2 separate regions of the Mus musculus genome follow, and region 2 is linked to region 1. The links are chromatin contacts, called in public HiChIP or PLAC-seq maps. All regions are on one chromosome and are shown on one strand. Each heading gives the region's core, a stretch centred on a gene start, on an enhancer-like site or on the middle of the called end of the contact. The rest is flanking DNA. Distances are from core to core; before and after follow the strand shown.

What was found. HiChIP or PLAC-seq counts read pairs in DNA pulled down with a chosen protein or histone mark.
Region 2: a contact with region 1 is called in an H3K4me3 HiChIP or PLAC-seq map of bone marrow-derived macrophages, with 6 times the contacts expected there. The contact joins the promoter of Btnl1 here to the promoter of Ring1 in region 1. A contact is called at or near these places in 1 of 39 promoter capture datasets (cranial neural crest), 1 of 15 datasets of contacts at CTCF or cohesin (large pre-B cells), 10 of 115 datasets of contacts at active chromatin or transcription factors (the 230-238 cell line, bone marrow-derived dendritic cells, bone marrow-derived macrophages and 4 more) and 2 of 9 other capture datasets (embryonic stem cells and liver).

Annotation. Positions count from the first base shown.
Region 1 is chr17:34,020,084-34,027,831 of GRCm38.p6, forward strand. Ring1 (ring finger protein 1) reads right to left here and starts at 4,597. Exons shown (of 7, transcript NM_009066.3): 1 at 4,427-4,597; 2 at 4,206-4,335; 3 at 3,210-3,370; 4 at 2,896-3,111; 5 at 2,213-2,602; 6 at 1,600-1,873; 7 at 709-1,400. The coding sequence starts at 4,283. The coding sequence ends at 1,299. Mir219a-1 (microRNA 219a-1) reads right to left here and starts at 5,009; the gene lies at 4,900-5,009. Mir219c (microRNA 219c) reads left to right here and starts at 4,929; the gene lies at 4,929-4,988. It overlaps H2-Ke6 (H2-K region expressed gene 6), which reads right to left. Exons shown (of 9, transcript NM_013543.2): 2 at 7,540-7,748; 3 at 7,323-7,439; 4 at 7,120-7,212; 5 at 6,933-7,018; 6 at 6,768-6,852; 7 at 6,580-6,622; 8 at 6,313-6,387; 9 at 5,950-6,142. The coding sequence ends at 6,126.
Region 2 is chr17:34,373,211-34,380,958 of GRCm38.p6, forward strand. It overlaps Btnl1 (butyrophilin-like 1), which reads left to right and starts at 3,922. Exons shown (of 10, transcript NM_001111094.1): 1 at 3,922-4,182; 2 at 4,615-4,766; 3 at 6,284-6,637. The coding sequence starts at 4,685.

The DNA of each region.
Region 1 (7,748 bases), core at 3,347-5,846:
CGATTGGTTATGCTTTCAGTACCTCATTTACATGCCCTGGGCCAGGCAATGACTCAGCAAAAACTCTACTGCACATGCGCACATTGGTTGTTTACCCAAACTTATGGGTGGTGGCCAGAGGTAGCCAGCGCCACCTTGTAATGGCGTATGTGGCTTCCCACATCTCTTCACTACTTCCCTTTTCTTCAGGTGTTTGCTTTTGGATCAGGTGTAATTAGTCCGGGCCAGCTTGGAATTCATCACGTAGACCAGGCTGGTTTCAGTGGCAATCCTTCTGGCTCTGCCAATCAGAGCTGGGGATTACAGGAATTTGCTACAATGGCTCCTCCCTCTCATTTGTATTTTTGAAGAAGGGGAGGGAGTTATGGAGTTCACCTTTGGTATCACCTTCCTATTTACAACCCGGATTTCCTGTGAGTTTGAAGCTTTCCTTCCCAATTAAAAGTGGTTTTTGTTGTTGTTTTGGGGGGTTTTGTTTTTGTTTTATCTTTTTTTTTTTTAAGACTTATCTATGTATGTGAGTACACTGTAGCTGTCTTCAGATACACCAGAAAAGGGCATCAGATCCCACTACAGATGGTTGTGAGCCACCATGTGGTTGCTGGGAATTGAACTCAAGACCTCTGGAAGAGCAGTCCGTGCTCTTAACCACTGAGCCATCTCTCCAACCCTTGGTTGTTTTTAAAGGCAGGGTTTCACTACTTAGTCTTGCAGAGAACGGCCTGCCTCCACCTTTAATCCACCCACTCAACTAGCTTATTTTTAATTCCGTGTGTTTGGTTGTTTTGCCTGCACCAGTCAGTGTACCACGTGTTCCTGGAGACTGTAGAGGTCAGAAAAGGGCATCCAACGCCCTGGCACTGGAGTTACAGATGGTTGGAAGCTACCTTGTGGATGCTAGGAATCAAACGGATCCTCTGCACAAGAGGCCAGTGCTCTTAGCCGCTGGGCCATCTTTCCAGCCCCCTCCCCCTGAGAGACACACACAGAGAACTGCAGGTTTCAAAGAAGAAATAAGCAAATTTGTTGTTGGGAGGAGGGCGGGGAGGGGGTCTTGTCCACCCTGCCTATCACCAGCAGGGTAGGAAACTAGGGTCTATAGAAAAGGCAGTAGTGGGTACAGGGCCCGTGCTGTCCAATATAGACTAATTCAATATAGATACTTTGTATAAAAGCCATTTGTCCTCCTTTGTCCTCTTGCTGTCTGGCTGGGGGGCTTTGGGAGATGAAGCTGGCAGGCTGAGCTGGGACACAGAGACACCCTGTGGTCCCCATGTTCCAGCTGTCCCCTTGTGACATCATTTTGGGTCCTTCGTGGGGGCATAGCAGAGCTCTAAGGGCCTGGACACCTTCCAGAACTTCTCGTTTACAAGCTCCAAGGTCAGTGATCCATTCAGCGTCTAGGGATGGAGAGAGGGAGGCAGGGGGAGGGAAGTTAAAAGAGGAAACGGACAAGAGGAAAAGGGGGGGGGGCGGGAGAAAGGGAAAAAAACCCTGAAAACCAGTGAGGGTGTGGCTCAACAGAAGCCCCCAGAGAAGGACAGAGCAGGGGCTGAGACGGGTCACCACCCTGGCTCTCTGTTACCATCAGATGCTCACCGTGAACGCTCCGCCCCCAGGAGCGATGTAGATGGTGTACTGCTTTTCGCTGACACCTTCCAGGCTGGGCAGCGCAGGCTCCTCAGGACCTTCGCCTCCTCCGGCAACGCCTCTCTCCCCACCACCCCCATCAGGTCCGCCTGTGTCCGAAGCACCCCCACCAGGCCCTCCGGGCTCTGTGGTTTCCTGCTGCTGCCTCCTCTCCAGGGCAATGCGCAGGGCCAGGTACTTGGAGAGATGATCCACTGTGGCATTCCCAGTAGTCTTCACGTACCTGGGGGTGGAGGGGGCAAGAGTCCTTGAGTGCACAGCCTTCTCCAAAAGTTCTGGCTGGGGGCGGGGGGGCACTCAGGTACCCCAGGCTAGCCTCTACCTTGCTATGTAGCTGAAGATGACCTTCGACTTCTCATCCCCCTGCCTCTGGGAATGACAGGTGTACACTACCACCCTTGGCTTATATGTTGCTGGGGAGCAAACTCAGGGACTCATGTATGCATGCTTGACAGACACCCTACTGACTGAACTACACCCCAGGCCCGAAGCCCCCTTCTGACACAGATTTCTGAGCTCGAGTTTCCAGGTGGTCTGGCTTTGCAAAGGCAGGGCTCCTCACCGAGTCTGGCAGTACTCTCCTTTCTCCACAAGCAGGGGATGGGGCCGGAACACAAGCTCAATCTCTCCACCGGGCTCTGGAGGGCTGGGGGCCCCAGGAGGGCTTGGGGGCCCCAGGGTTCCCCCTCCCAGGGTGCCGCCCCGGTCACCAGAGTCTTCAGAACCGGCACCCCCGCAAGCCCCACCAGCAGCCCCACCCCCTGTCCCTACACTGCTGGCCCCTGCACCCGCTCCGCGGGGTCGCTTGGGAGCAGGGCCTGGAGCAGAGTCTGGGGCGGAGTCAGAGCTTACATCCTCTCCATCCCCTTCTCCCTCCCCAGGTTCTCCTTCCCCCCCACTCATTGTGGCGGTCTGATCAGATCCAGGCATCGGCCGCCTCACACGCTGGGCCCTGCAGAAACAAACACTCCAGGTTATAAAGAGCAGGATTCAAGCCCTTAGTGTTAAACTTCAGGGGGAGCCCCCCCCAGGCCGTGGCCCTACTAGTGAGGCTTCCTGCTTCTATCTGATGGCTGGAGACACAGGCCTAAAGAGGGCTGGCAGAGGTTAGCTTGTTTGAGAACAGACACTTCCCTCAAATCCCAACGTCAGCTGCACGGTCGCCACCTGGCAGCTCGAATGCAGACTATCAGGCCCGTACTCCAGACAAGACCCATGGGTAACAAGGTCTCTGGTTCTCCACACCTGTGCATGGCCTGCATCCGGAGCCCTTCCTCGATACTGGAGCTCAGCGCCTGCTGGTTGTGCAGGCGGCTGAGGCGGATGAGCACCCGGTCCTGATGGGCCTCGTATTCCTCCCGGCTAGGGTAGATTTTGGAGATCAGGGCGTCGAAGTTGGGGTCCGGCCGTAGGGACCGCTTGGATACCAGCTTTTTCCGGCAGGTAGGGCACTCCTTGTTCCTGGGTGTGGGAGGAAGGGAGCTCTGTAGGGCCAACTCCCATCATGGATGCCCAGGCTGACCCGCCTGGCCCCATGGCAAACATGTCCCTCCTGTTACCCGCTCCGCAGGGCGGTGACGATGCAGTCCGAGCAGAACCTATGCAGGCACTCCTTGGTGGTCATTGTGTTCTTCAGCATGTCCAGGCAGATGGGACACATGAGCTCAGAATGCAGTGACCGAGGCGAAACCGCAATCTCTGTACCATCCATGATGGCTTCCTGGGTCATCAGAAGGTGGCAGTGGGTTGGGGGAAGGGGACTTTAGAGGCAAGCTTTGAGAAAGGTAAGAACCTGGACAGCCATGCTGACCAAACTGATGGGAATTCTGGGATGGAGGAGACCAATGACTTGGAGATTACCAGAACAGAAGGGATGAGGGCCCATTTACAAGGAGTTTTGAAACAGAAAGGCCAGGGTTTGTTGAGAGGACTAGGGCTGGGAATGGCACAGATCTATGGGTTGGAGGATATTTATGCTACAAGACTTCTTCATTTTTTGTTTGCTGTTTTCAAGACAGGGTCTCCATATGCATGTATTCCTGGCAGGCCTCTAAGCAGGCTGACCTCAAACTTAAGAGATCCACCTGTCCTGGCTTCAGGAGTGCTGGGGTTAAAGGCCTTCGCCATCACATCCGGCCTCAACAGGCTTTCTTAAAACTCTAAAGAGCAAGACTACCTAGACTAGAAGTTCAGGGTGTCTGTCAAACAGATTCCGATGTCGTCCCAGCGCACGTGAGTCAGAAAACTGGAGAGGGAATTATATTTAAGCTCGCAGGATGAATATATATATGTGTACATTGACATGTGGCTGTTGAGATGGGACAGGGCCGGGACGGTAAGTTCTGTTTACCGTGCTTCAATTAAAACGGTGATATCTGCTGTACCTCGCTGCCATGGCCACTTTGAGGGGTTAAATCGGATCAAATGAGGTAGGTGTTTTAGTGCTTTGAGAAGATAAAAGGTGATTCAAAGACAGAGTCGGGCCAAGAGTAGTGTGGCAGGGAGGGAGAGGGCTGGTGGGAGGGGGTAAGCTGGGGCTGGAAGATCCCTGTCACCTGCGGGGTCCGGTGCAGCTCATAGAGACTCAGTTCCCACGTTTTGCTGGCATTCTGTGCATTCGCCGGCGTCGTCATGGTGACGGGGCACAGACCCTCCCCCTCCAAGCGGGGCTCCGCTGAGAGAGGTCTGCGGAAGGGGGTGGGGGGAGACGCTGTCGGGGCCGCCCCTCTGCAGACCCCGCCCCCTGACCCTGGGCGTGCGCCCCGCGGCCCCTCACCCAGCTCCGGCCTTCGCGCTGCCCTGCTGCGGGCCTCTCCCCAGGAACCCCGGGGCTCCGCTGCCCTGGTCCGCTCGGTCCGCAGCTGCCACTCACGCCGCAACCCTTGCTGCCACCGCCACCGCCGCCATGGCCTGGGCGCCGAGGCTCGACGTCACTTCCGCCCTCCCTGTATCCCACCCCGCGACGGAGACGTCACCGCCCTCGCGCGCCACGCGCGCCGTGGAACCGGGTTCCCCCTCCCCCGCCGGGCGCGCGGTGAGCCGGCCCGGTGGGTGCTGGTGCATGTGGAGAGCCCGAGGGCGGAGGATCCCCTCCGTGGCGCTGATCCCCAACTTCTCTCAAGCCGGGCCTGAGAACCCCGGAAAGCCGGCCGCAGCTGCACCTCTGCTGCTGGGTGCGCGCCCTGAGATCCTAGGGCTGCGGCGGGGTCCCGGGTGTCCGGGGACCGTCCCGCGCTCCGCCCGGCCTCTCCCCCTCGAGGTTTGGGGGCGGCGGCTCGGGACGTCCAGACGCAACTCTCGGCCGGAGCCAGAGACTCGAGAATTGCGTTTGGACAATCAGGAGCCGCGGCCCGGGACGGGGAGAGAAGCGCATCGGAGGCACCGGGGATAGAGACGCCGCGCGGAAGCGGGGACACCAGATGGGGCGGGCCCCTGGGGGGAGTCGGGGAGCACACGAGTGAATGTCTGGCGTGGGAAAGTAGGCAAAGCCACTCCGGGACTCGGAGTGAAGGAAGCGGACGAGAAGGAGAGAGAAGGAGAAGGAGCAGGGCCATACCGGTTGAGAGCCGGTTCAGAGTCGGGAATAAGGGGCACAGAGGAAGAGACCGTGATGGGTATTCGTCCCCCCCGCCAGCCTGTGCAGCGGCTGCCAGGGGGTGTCCTATCTCTGGGACAAGTTAGCAGTGGGTCCCCTCGCCCCCCAACCCAGTTACCCCCTACTTCCCTGTTCTCTCCTTCAGTCCGTGGCCAGTCCTTATGTGGGCACCAGAGTCGATTAGCAAGGACCCCCTCCCCTTCCTCCTCCTCCCAGCCCCCTCCTTCTGCTCTCCTCCAGCCCCTTTCATCGGCTAGTCCATTCCCCTAATCCTGGCCCCCTCCCCTAATCCCCCCCATCCGACCCCAGGCCGGCTGCAGCTATTGTAAGGTGGAGAGAAGGGAGGGGAAAAGAGAAAGGAGGGGTGGGGGAGGGCCACCTGTTCCAAGACCCCCTTCCAAGGCCAGACTGGACACCAGGATGGGGCCAAGAACAAATCACCCTTGGGGTCCATAAGGAACTCGGGGAATGGGGGTGGGTGACTGGTGCTGCAGAACCAATGAGAGGGGGTGGGGGCAGAATCCCCTCCCTCTGAAAAGACCCAGAGTGTCACGCATACACAGTGACATACACTCTTTCCTCTCACACCCGGCGGCGGGGGTTGCCCTGGGAGACCAGGCAGTGAAAGGGAACAATCCCTGGAAAGGGGAGAGAGGGGGAGGTGGGGAAGGGTCTGAGGGCTTGGACACAAGAAGAACCGGAGGTGGCAGGGAAGAGGATTTGGAATTTATTAGGGTCACAAGCACCCCTGCCTTCCATATTCAGCATGCCTGAGCCACACACTGCCATCTCTTTTGTAGCCTGGGAACTTAGCGTCCTCATCAGCAGGAGGGCCAGGCAGTGGTGGGGGAGTGAGCAGAGTCCGGCTTCCATCAGGCAGTTACATGAAAAGACCTCCTGAGAGGGGCAGAGGCATTGGGACAGGTGCATGGGTGGGGATGTAGGCACCCACTTCTGTCCCTGGTCTAAAGAAGGGATGTCTGCTCTGCAGGCTGCAGGAGCCCCTCACTTTCTCATTACAACCTGGGTTCTGTTTTCCTGTCCTCCTCCCCATGAAGGCCTCATACCACTGACTTCCACGGAGGCCCCTGTGATGTATCCACTGTCTTCAGATGCCAAGAATGCAACCACATCTGCCACATCTGTGGGGATGGTGGGGGAAGGGCAGTCTTACTTCCTTAGATACAGATTGACTATCCCCTCTACCTTACACCCCCCCCCCAAAATCCTAAACCTACACCAATCATTAATCCCTGTGCGACCTTTTCAGTACTATTACAGATTTAAGGCTCTGTTCAAGCCCCCACCAGACCCTTTTTGCAATCCATGCTCACCCTCAGGGTCCCCCATGTGTCCCAACGGAATCATTGCAGTTACCTGTAAGGAAACACTCACGTGGGTAGAAGTTTCTTTTATGGACTTCCCCCCCCCCCTTACTTTTTCATCCCTCATTATGTACACGTCTGTGCCCAGCAATCTCTCTCAGAGACCTCTGACAGACTGCCCTCCACCCACAGCCTACCTTGTCCTTCACTTTCTCTGGCATTTTCTGGGTCATGGGCGTTGCAATGAACCCTGGGAGGACCGAGTTACATCGGATTCCATGTCTGTGAGAGGAAGAATGGATGCTGACCCCGGGAAGGACACTGACTCTTCTTCCCTTAGCAAGGTCCCCAGTCTGACCCACCGTCCAAGCTCCCGGGCCGCAGTCTGGGTGAGCCCAATCACTCCTGCTTTGGACGACGCATAATTCGTTTGTCCGATATTCCCCACCTACAGTGAGTCAGAGACCCAGAGTAAGTCAGGAGTCGTCTACAGGGGAGCCGCTTCCCAGCGCCCACGTGGCTAGCTGGCCTGGCCCAACTCATCCTGACCTTTCCAATGATGCTACTAATGTTGATGATGGAGCCACGACCGCCACTGGACACTAAAGCCTGGGCTGCAGCCTGAGTGACTAGGAAGGTGCCCTGGCACGAGAGGGTAACAAATTAGGCAAGATCAGCTGCGGTGGCAGCCTTCCTCTAAGTACTTCCCCAGGCTGGGGGCGGGCACAAGTCACAGGTTTAGAGATCACCACCTTGAGGTTGACAGCTATGACTCTGTCCCAGTCTTCTTCTGACATGTGGAGCAGAAACTCATCGCGTGTGATGCCCGCACAGGACACAACGACAGATGGCGGGCGAGAAAAGCAGGCCTATGTGAGGGAGGGGGAGGCTAACACCAAAGACCACAAAGGGCCGGGCTGAGGGGTGTGTGGCGTGGCGTGGCGTGGCGCGGCGCGGCGTCCGGTTCACCTGCACTTCCTCCAGCAGGCGTCTGGCTGCGGGGCCCTGAGACACATCCGCTTGGAAGGCAGCGTGCTTGCCGCGCGGCGCCCCGTCCTCGCTCCCCGGGCTTCCCAGCAGCCGCACCGTGTCCTGTGCCGCGGCCCCGTCCAGGTCGCAGGCGGCCACGGCGGCGCCCTCTGCCGCTAGGCGCACGCTGATCGCACGGCCGATGCCGC
Region 2 (7,748 bases), core at 2,672-5,171, 350 kb after region 1:
TTTGCACAAGCTGATAGGTCATAGGTTTTTACAGCAGACAGGATAGCCTCATATAAAGCAAATAATTTATTGGTTACAATGGTGGAGTACTCTTGGAAGTGGGGTGAGAAGAAGGCAGGGATACCATGAAAACACATTCCCTGTGAAGATTTATTTGCCCTGGTGTGCAAATAAATCATTTATTAGATGAGGATTTAGAAATAGCCAAGGTGTGTTTGCAGACTCACCATGTGACTTAATCCTCCTATGCAGAAGACAGAAGGTCGGTGCTCCACATGCGGTAGGTTTTTGCCTGAGCCCCATGGAAGTGGAAGTGAAAGTGGGGTAGAGAAGAGGTAGACCAGAGGGACGGCCTGCAAACACCTGGATCCATGACAAGGAGATTGTCAAGGTTAGAGGGCCATGTCTAAGGGGCTCATGGTGGTGCTAAAAATGATCTCCTGTGACTTTCAGACAACTGTGGTGTCTTTCCCCAAAGAACACCAGGGTCCTTTGTCACTCACACAAAGACCCCTTGCCTCCCTTTTCCAGAAACAGCTTTGACCTGAACAACCATGTTCTGAGGCCATTAGTCTGCCCATGTCTCTAATCACTCCTTGAAAGAACATGTTATCTCTCACTGACTGAGAGAGAGAGAGAGGGGAGAGAGGAGGCAACCTGGAAGAGACTTAGCTCAGCCTCCTTGAATTCTCACCAACACTTTCCAGTATGACAAAGGGCTGCCTGTCCACTACCCACCTTCAGGATCCATGCTGTACCCCCCCCCCCCGCACTCCTTCCCTCTTGCCCATCATCCAGGAGAGCTTCGGACTGTCTAAATGCTTAGAGAGATGAAGGTTTCTTAGAACCTATCACCATCTCAGAGAGGGAGCCAGACAGGGTGACCCTGCCTTGCCTCCCGGCATGTCTCCTCCTGGATACCAGCAGGTCTCTCCTGTGAATCTTGCTCCAGATGCTTCAGGGGTCTGAGGGTCCTTGAAGAAGGGTTGGATGGACATTTAAGGATTCAGAAAACTGGAGGCAAGAAGACTCCTCCAGGAAACTTGGGGAGTAATCCTTCAAATGAACTAAGACGGAAGGAAAGACCATCCAGAGACTGCCCCACCTGGGTATCCATCACATATACAACCACCAAACCCAGACACTATTGCATATGCCAGAAAGACTTTGCTGACCGGACCCTGATATAGCTGTCTCTTGTGAGGCTATGCCAATGCCTGACACACACAGAAGTGGATGTTCATAGTCATCTATTAGATGGAACACAGGACCCCCAATGGAGGAGCTAGATAAAGTACCCAAGGAGCTGAAGGAGTCTGAAATCCTATAGGTGGAACAACAATATGAACTAACCAGTACCCACAGAGTTGTGTCTCTAGCTGCATATGTAGCAGAAGATGGCCTACTCGGCCATCAATGGGAAGAGAGGCACCTGGGTCTTGCAAACTTTATATGCCCCAGTACAGGGTAATGCCAGGGCCAAGAAGTGGGAGTGGGTGGGTAGGGGAGCAGGGCGGGGAGAGGGTATAGGGGACTTTCGGGATAGCATTTGAAATGTAAATGAAGAAAATATCTAATAAAAATGGGGGAAAAAAGGTCTCAAAACTAAAGACAAAATAGGATTAGAAAATAGGGCTTCAATGCAGACAATAGAGCTGTAGTAATTACATGGTTACAAGGTGCAGCCAAGAGCTGGGGCAACTGATTTCTTTCTTTCCAAACTATGTGTTCCAGTTAGGAGCCGACTGTTTGGGTTAATCTCCTGATTGCTTTGCTTATGCTTAGGATTCAGGATGAGCTACAGGACCCCTTGGTTCCTCAGTTTCCTCATCTGACAGTGTACTGGATGGTAACCCATGTCCTTAATTTTTTGAGATTACATAAATTAACATATGGGAAACAAGGGTGTCTATAGCCCATCCATTTAGCCAAGTGCTTGCAAGCTCTATCACAATGTATCTGATGCTTTGATACACTGTCATCTCCTGGCTAGTCCTCTATTCACTTAAGAAAGAATTGAATAGACAGGGACACAGTTCAACTTTCGGATTCTCATTCACTCAGGCCTGGAGATACCCTCCACAGACATTGATTAAATCTGCCTCATCCAGATGGGGAATACACAGCATGAACAGCCTCAGCTGGGCCCTTCCATTGTAGTGCCAAGGAAGTGTTTGATCCTCAAAAAAAATAGACAGGAGCCAATCTGATGCAGCTGACAACAGGGTCTTTATTCTATTCCAGCTAGCTCAGGCCCCCTCAACACACCACTATCACGCAGGATGTTTTTGGTTGGGGGGTGCCCCAAATACCTAGGCTTTATAGTAAGCAGCAAGCAGGGAGTACACATGCAAGCATCTAATTGGAAAGCTATTTCACATAATTGGCTGGTGCTAGAAGTCATATCATAAACTTAATTTTTTTCTTAATTTCTGCTTCCCTCTGCATTGGTGGTCACTACAAGACTAGAGCCTGTAACCTGGGGGAACATGTTTATTGGGGGGATAGCCTGGAGATGCTGGTCTTGTTGAGGGTGTGACCTGGAGACGCTGGTCTTGTTGGGGATTAGCCTAGAGACTGGAGCTAGGCTTGGGTTTTGTTGGTGGGGGGGCAACTTGTAAACTAATGCCAGGTACCAGCCTGTTAGTTTACCTGAGTTCAAACTTAGGTCAGGTTTTCTAAAATGGAGTCTGAACTAAAAAGATTTGGCCTCTCACCATCTCCCTCCTTTGTCGGCGAGCAAAGAGAGGGAAAGCCTGTGAATGCTGGAACAATTATCTTCTTGCTCACAATGACAAGAAAAAAAAAAAAAAACCCTTACAACAGTCAAGAAATCTGTGATTTGGCTGGAGAGATGGCTCAGTGGTTAGGAACACTTCAGGGGGCCTGAGTTTGGTTCCCAGCCCCCACATTAGGAAGCCTACAACTGTCTGTAACTTAGCTCCAGGGAACCCGAAGGTCTCTTCTGGACTCCAAGGACACTTGTGTTCATATTCACAAGCACACAACTCTCCCCACCCCCAACACACACACACACACACTTAAAAATAAAATAATTCTTTAAAAGGGAAGAAAGAAAGCACTGATTTGAATCCTCAAAATTCTAGCTCTAAGATTGAACGTCCACAAGCAGGTCATAGGAGGCACACAATGGAATGGAACAAGCACAGGCAGACATTTTCTAACAAAATTGTACATATCACAATTGTACATATCACAATGCTAACTTAAAGATGAAAAAGAAGCTTTTGAAAGAAATCATTCCAAGAAAATAATTCCCTTTTAAGTGAAGATATTCACTGAGACCGTGTGACTTTCAGCAGTTGTGAAGGGATGACAATATACAGTAGAGTATGAAGATGCAAAATGGAGGTGGAGGTAGAGAGATGACTCGGTGGTTAGGGGCACTGGCTGCCCTTACAGAGGACCAGGGCTGGTTTCCAGCACTCACATGACAGTTCACAACTGCCTGTGACTTTCCTCCTAAGGGATTCTGACACCCCCTTCTGGCCTCCATGGATACTGCACACATAACATCCATGAGGACACAATACCCATACACATGAAATACATTTTAAAAAATGCAAGCCTATTGAGAGATGAAAGAGACCCCTTTTGCTGGCATTTTGTTTAAGACATGGTCCTGTGTTGTTCTGGTTGTCCATGAATTCACCATGTAACCAAGGCTCTACACATACGGCCAGAAGTCAATCATTGTGGGAGGGGTAGAAGCATTCTTGGCTTTATTCTCTCAATCTGTTAGCTGTGTGAGTGACCTCCAATCTGACCACCAGACCTGAGCGCTTCTCCCTGGCTCTGTGGGAGGCAGCTTATGGTGAGAAGTATCTTAAAGTGGCTTTCAAGTTCCTATCAGCTTGTGGCTCAGCCCAGTGCAAAGTCCCTTGGGCTTTAATTACTTCCACCCTTAAATAAGAGCTGAAGATGGCTGCAGCTTTCTCCTAGACTCCTCCAGGAGAAACTCTAAAGCCAGAGCCTGGGGGCAGCATTGTGTGTCCACCTTGCCACTGAGAACATCTACGGAAATTGGACACTCTGGCCCCAGCATCCACACGCTTGACTGTTGGCCACAGTAACACAGGTGTGGATGGTCCCCAGAGCCAGGGTCCAGGAGTGCACTGAGGATCCCTGGGGCTTCAAGGAACCCACAGCTCTGTCCAGACGGTGAGTGAGGGTTTGTGGTTTCTGAGGGAGGTGTGGGCCTGAAGAAGGGTGAATTGAAGTCATGAGGATATAGTGAGAAATGGTTCCTTTTTTGGGGGGAAAGTAGGTAAATGAATTTTAAAAAAAGAGTAAATTAGAAGAATGAAAATAGACTGAATGTGGGAGTGGTCTACTTTCTTGTATGACTTCACTGCCCTACATTGGACTCAGAGAACCCAGCTCCAAGATCCCCCTTGGGACCATGAACTCACAGAAAGGCGAGAGAAAATGGGAACTTGGCAGCTTTCCATGTCCACGGGGAAATTGTTGGTCTTCTGAATAAAGAGGGGACATGAAAGGCCCTGGGGAGGGCTAGGGTTGGTGGGTTTTGTCTTAAGGATTTTGTGGAAGACACAGCTAGAAACCCATGAATAACATTAAGTCTTGGAACAGGGAATTTTTTTCCTGAGAACTTTCACCTGTTGCCCTCCTATGGTGAACCTGGACTTGACCTTCCACTCTGATGATGAAGGGCTCCCCCTCCGTCCCTCCAGCTGGTTGTCTCCTCCCTCTGCTCCTCCTGCTGTTTACCGGAGTCTCTGGAGGTCAGTGTTCTGCCTTCTGTGCTGTGTTGTGTCTTGTGTTCAATGACTTCTCTTGTGTAAATGAACTCCCGTGGCCATCTACTGGCCAAGAAAATATCCTCCCTGATCCTTTGGGTAATTTTTATAAAACCTGGAACTGCGATATCTTCCTAACTCTTTGCTGAGTGTGGGTGAGTTTGGCCTATAAATGCTACAGTGCCTGTGTGTTGAGATATCCTTTGTATGTTCACTGTGCGTGTGAGTTTTCTCCCTGCTGTGGCCAGCTACCTGTCAAGAAGTTTAAAGGTGGAGAGTTAGCTCATGGTTTGAGGGTGTATGGCCGGGAAGGTGTGCATTAGGGGGTTTGTGTGCACAGGAGCACAAAGAGTTTGGACTAAGAGTTCTTAGGTTGTGACTTTAAATAAATCATTCATTCCCTCTGGGACATTATCTCTTCCTTCATAAAACAAAAGCATCTTTAGGTTAGAATTCTCAGACTCTGGAGAGAACTCAGAAAGGAGACCATGTGAATGGCATAGTGGGTAAATATAAGAATCCAGATGAAACCCAGGGCACTGTACATGCTAGACAACTGGTCTACCATCAAACACACCCCAGCCCTAGTATCAAAAATGTTAATGTCCATGAATGCCAATTCAAAACTCTGTAAATTTTTGTGTAAAACATTTTTGTGTATTTGTGTGCATATGTATGTGTGTATGTATGCATGTATTCATATGTGTACCTGTGTGCATGCATTGTGTAGTTTATTGAAGGATTGTTTCTAGTAATAGAGTGAAGTGCTATAAATGTTACTGATTGCCCAAACTGCTGCATAATGATTGCATTCATGTGAAACCATGATTCCCCACTGCACTGTGAAATGGTGGAACGGACTTTCTAAACTGAGCTGCTGACATGTATATATGCTGACACCTGGTGTTAGGCAGAGGAGAACAAGTGTCCCCTGAGTCACAGAGGCACCCCACAATTGGAAGCAATGCAGAACTGAAAAGAGCCTGTCTCCACTCTAGCAACGGTCACTGTGACACTCCTAGCTCAGAACACCACTCTCTAGAGGGTATCATGGCCAGGGCCACCAACCCTAAATTCACACAGAGTTCCCTAACCCTGCCCTTCCTCCCTCCATCCACCCCTCTCTCCTTCCCTCCCTCCATCTCTGCTGCTGCTTTTGTGATCTTGGCTATGTTGGCATATTTGAAGAATGTCCATTTCCTAAACTGTACAATAAACAGGCTGCGTATTTGAGTAGATTCTAAATACTGAAGAAGCTAATATTTCTGAACAAGCATTAATGTTGTAAAAGTCCCAAAAATACACACATGTATATACATATACACAGAGACCGAGACATTTATACACTGAACTATTAAATTTTTATCTGTTAAAATTTAATACTTTTTCTAAAGTAATACAAAGGAGATAAATGTTTAATTCCCTAACTGTGAAAGTGCAGTGTTGTTTGTTTTAAGTCTCATATCTCTAACTTGCTTCCGCAATCTGTCTCTGTTCCCCAGAAGTGTCTTGGTTTTCTGTGAAGGGACCAGCTGAGCCCATCACTGTCCTGCTGGGGACTGAAGCCACCCTGCCCTGCCAGCTGTCTCCTGAACAGAGTGCAGCTCGCATGCACATCCGATGGTACCGTGCCCAGCCCACCCCTGCTGTGCTGGTGTTCCACAACGGACAGGAGCAGGGAGAGGTGCAGATGCCGGAATACAGGGGCAGGACCCAGATGGTGAGACAAGCCATTGACATGGGAAGTGTGGCTCTGCAGATACAGCAGGTCCAGGCCTCTGATGATGGCCTGTACCACTGTCAGTTTACAGATGGCTTCACCTCCCAAGAGGTCTCCATGGAGCTTCGAGTCATAGGTGTGTGAGCTTGGCACAAGGTCACAATGTAACTGCCACCATCAGAGTTTAACATCACAGACTTTACATTTCTGAACCTAAGAGGTGTGTATGTGTGCATGTGTGTGTGTCTCTGTGTGTGTGTGTGTACATGTGTGTGGTGTGCATGTATGTGTACATGGATGTGTATATATGTAGATGTGTGTATGTGTATGTATGAATGTGTGTGGTGTGTGTGTGCATGTGTGTGTGTGTCTGTGTGTAAATGTGTGGTATGTGGTGTGTGCATGTGTGCATGCATGTGTGTAGTGTGTGTGTGCATGTGTGTGTCTGCATGTACATGTATGTGGTATGTGATATGTGCGTGTGTGCGTGTACATGCATGTGTGTGCATGCATGTGTGTGTATGTGTGTATGCATGTGTGTAGTGTGTATGCATGTGTGTCTGCATGTACATGTGTGTGTATATGCATGTGTGTGCGTGCATGTGTATGTGTGTGTCTGTATACATGTGTGCATGCATGTGTGTGAGTGTGTGTGGTGTTTAGTATGTGTGTATCTCTGTGTGTGGGCATATATGTGTATGTGACTGTGTGTGTGCGCATGTGTGTATATACACAGATATGTGTATATCTGTGTATGTGTGGAAGGCAGAGGTCAACCCCAAGTCACTGTCCACCATGTCTTTTGAGATGGGATTCTCACTAACTGAGCTAAGCCGAGTGGTCAGTGAGCCCAGGGATCCACCTGTCTCTGATTCCCAAGCTTGTGCCGCCACACCCAGGCTTTAATGTGGCTTCAGGAAGCTGAACTCTGGTTGTCAAGTTTGCACAATAGGCACTCTGCTCACTGATGAGGGTTGCTTGTCCAACCCTCTGAGCCCATTTCAGTATCTTAAAAGACCCCAGAAAGTGTAGCAATGCTGACACCCTCTGGCACTAACTTTCAGTAAACCAAGACAGAAAATAAAAATTGGGCCAATTTTCAAGTTTACCTCTGCCAGTCCACACACATGCAAAGACAGTAAGCTGAGGTCAAGCAGTGTCACAGGGTAGCCTCAGCTGACCTCTTAGCTATAGTGAAGGTCGACCTCCCTCGGGCTGCAGGCCTCAAGATTGTGTCTTCTCTCCTC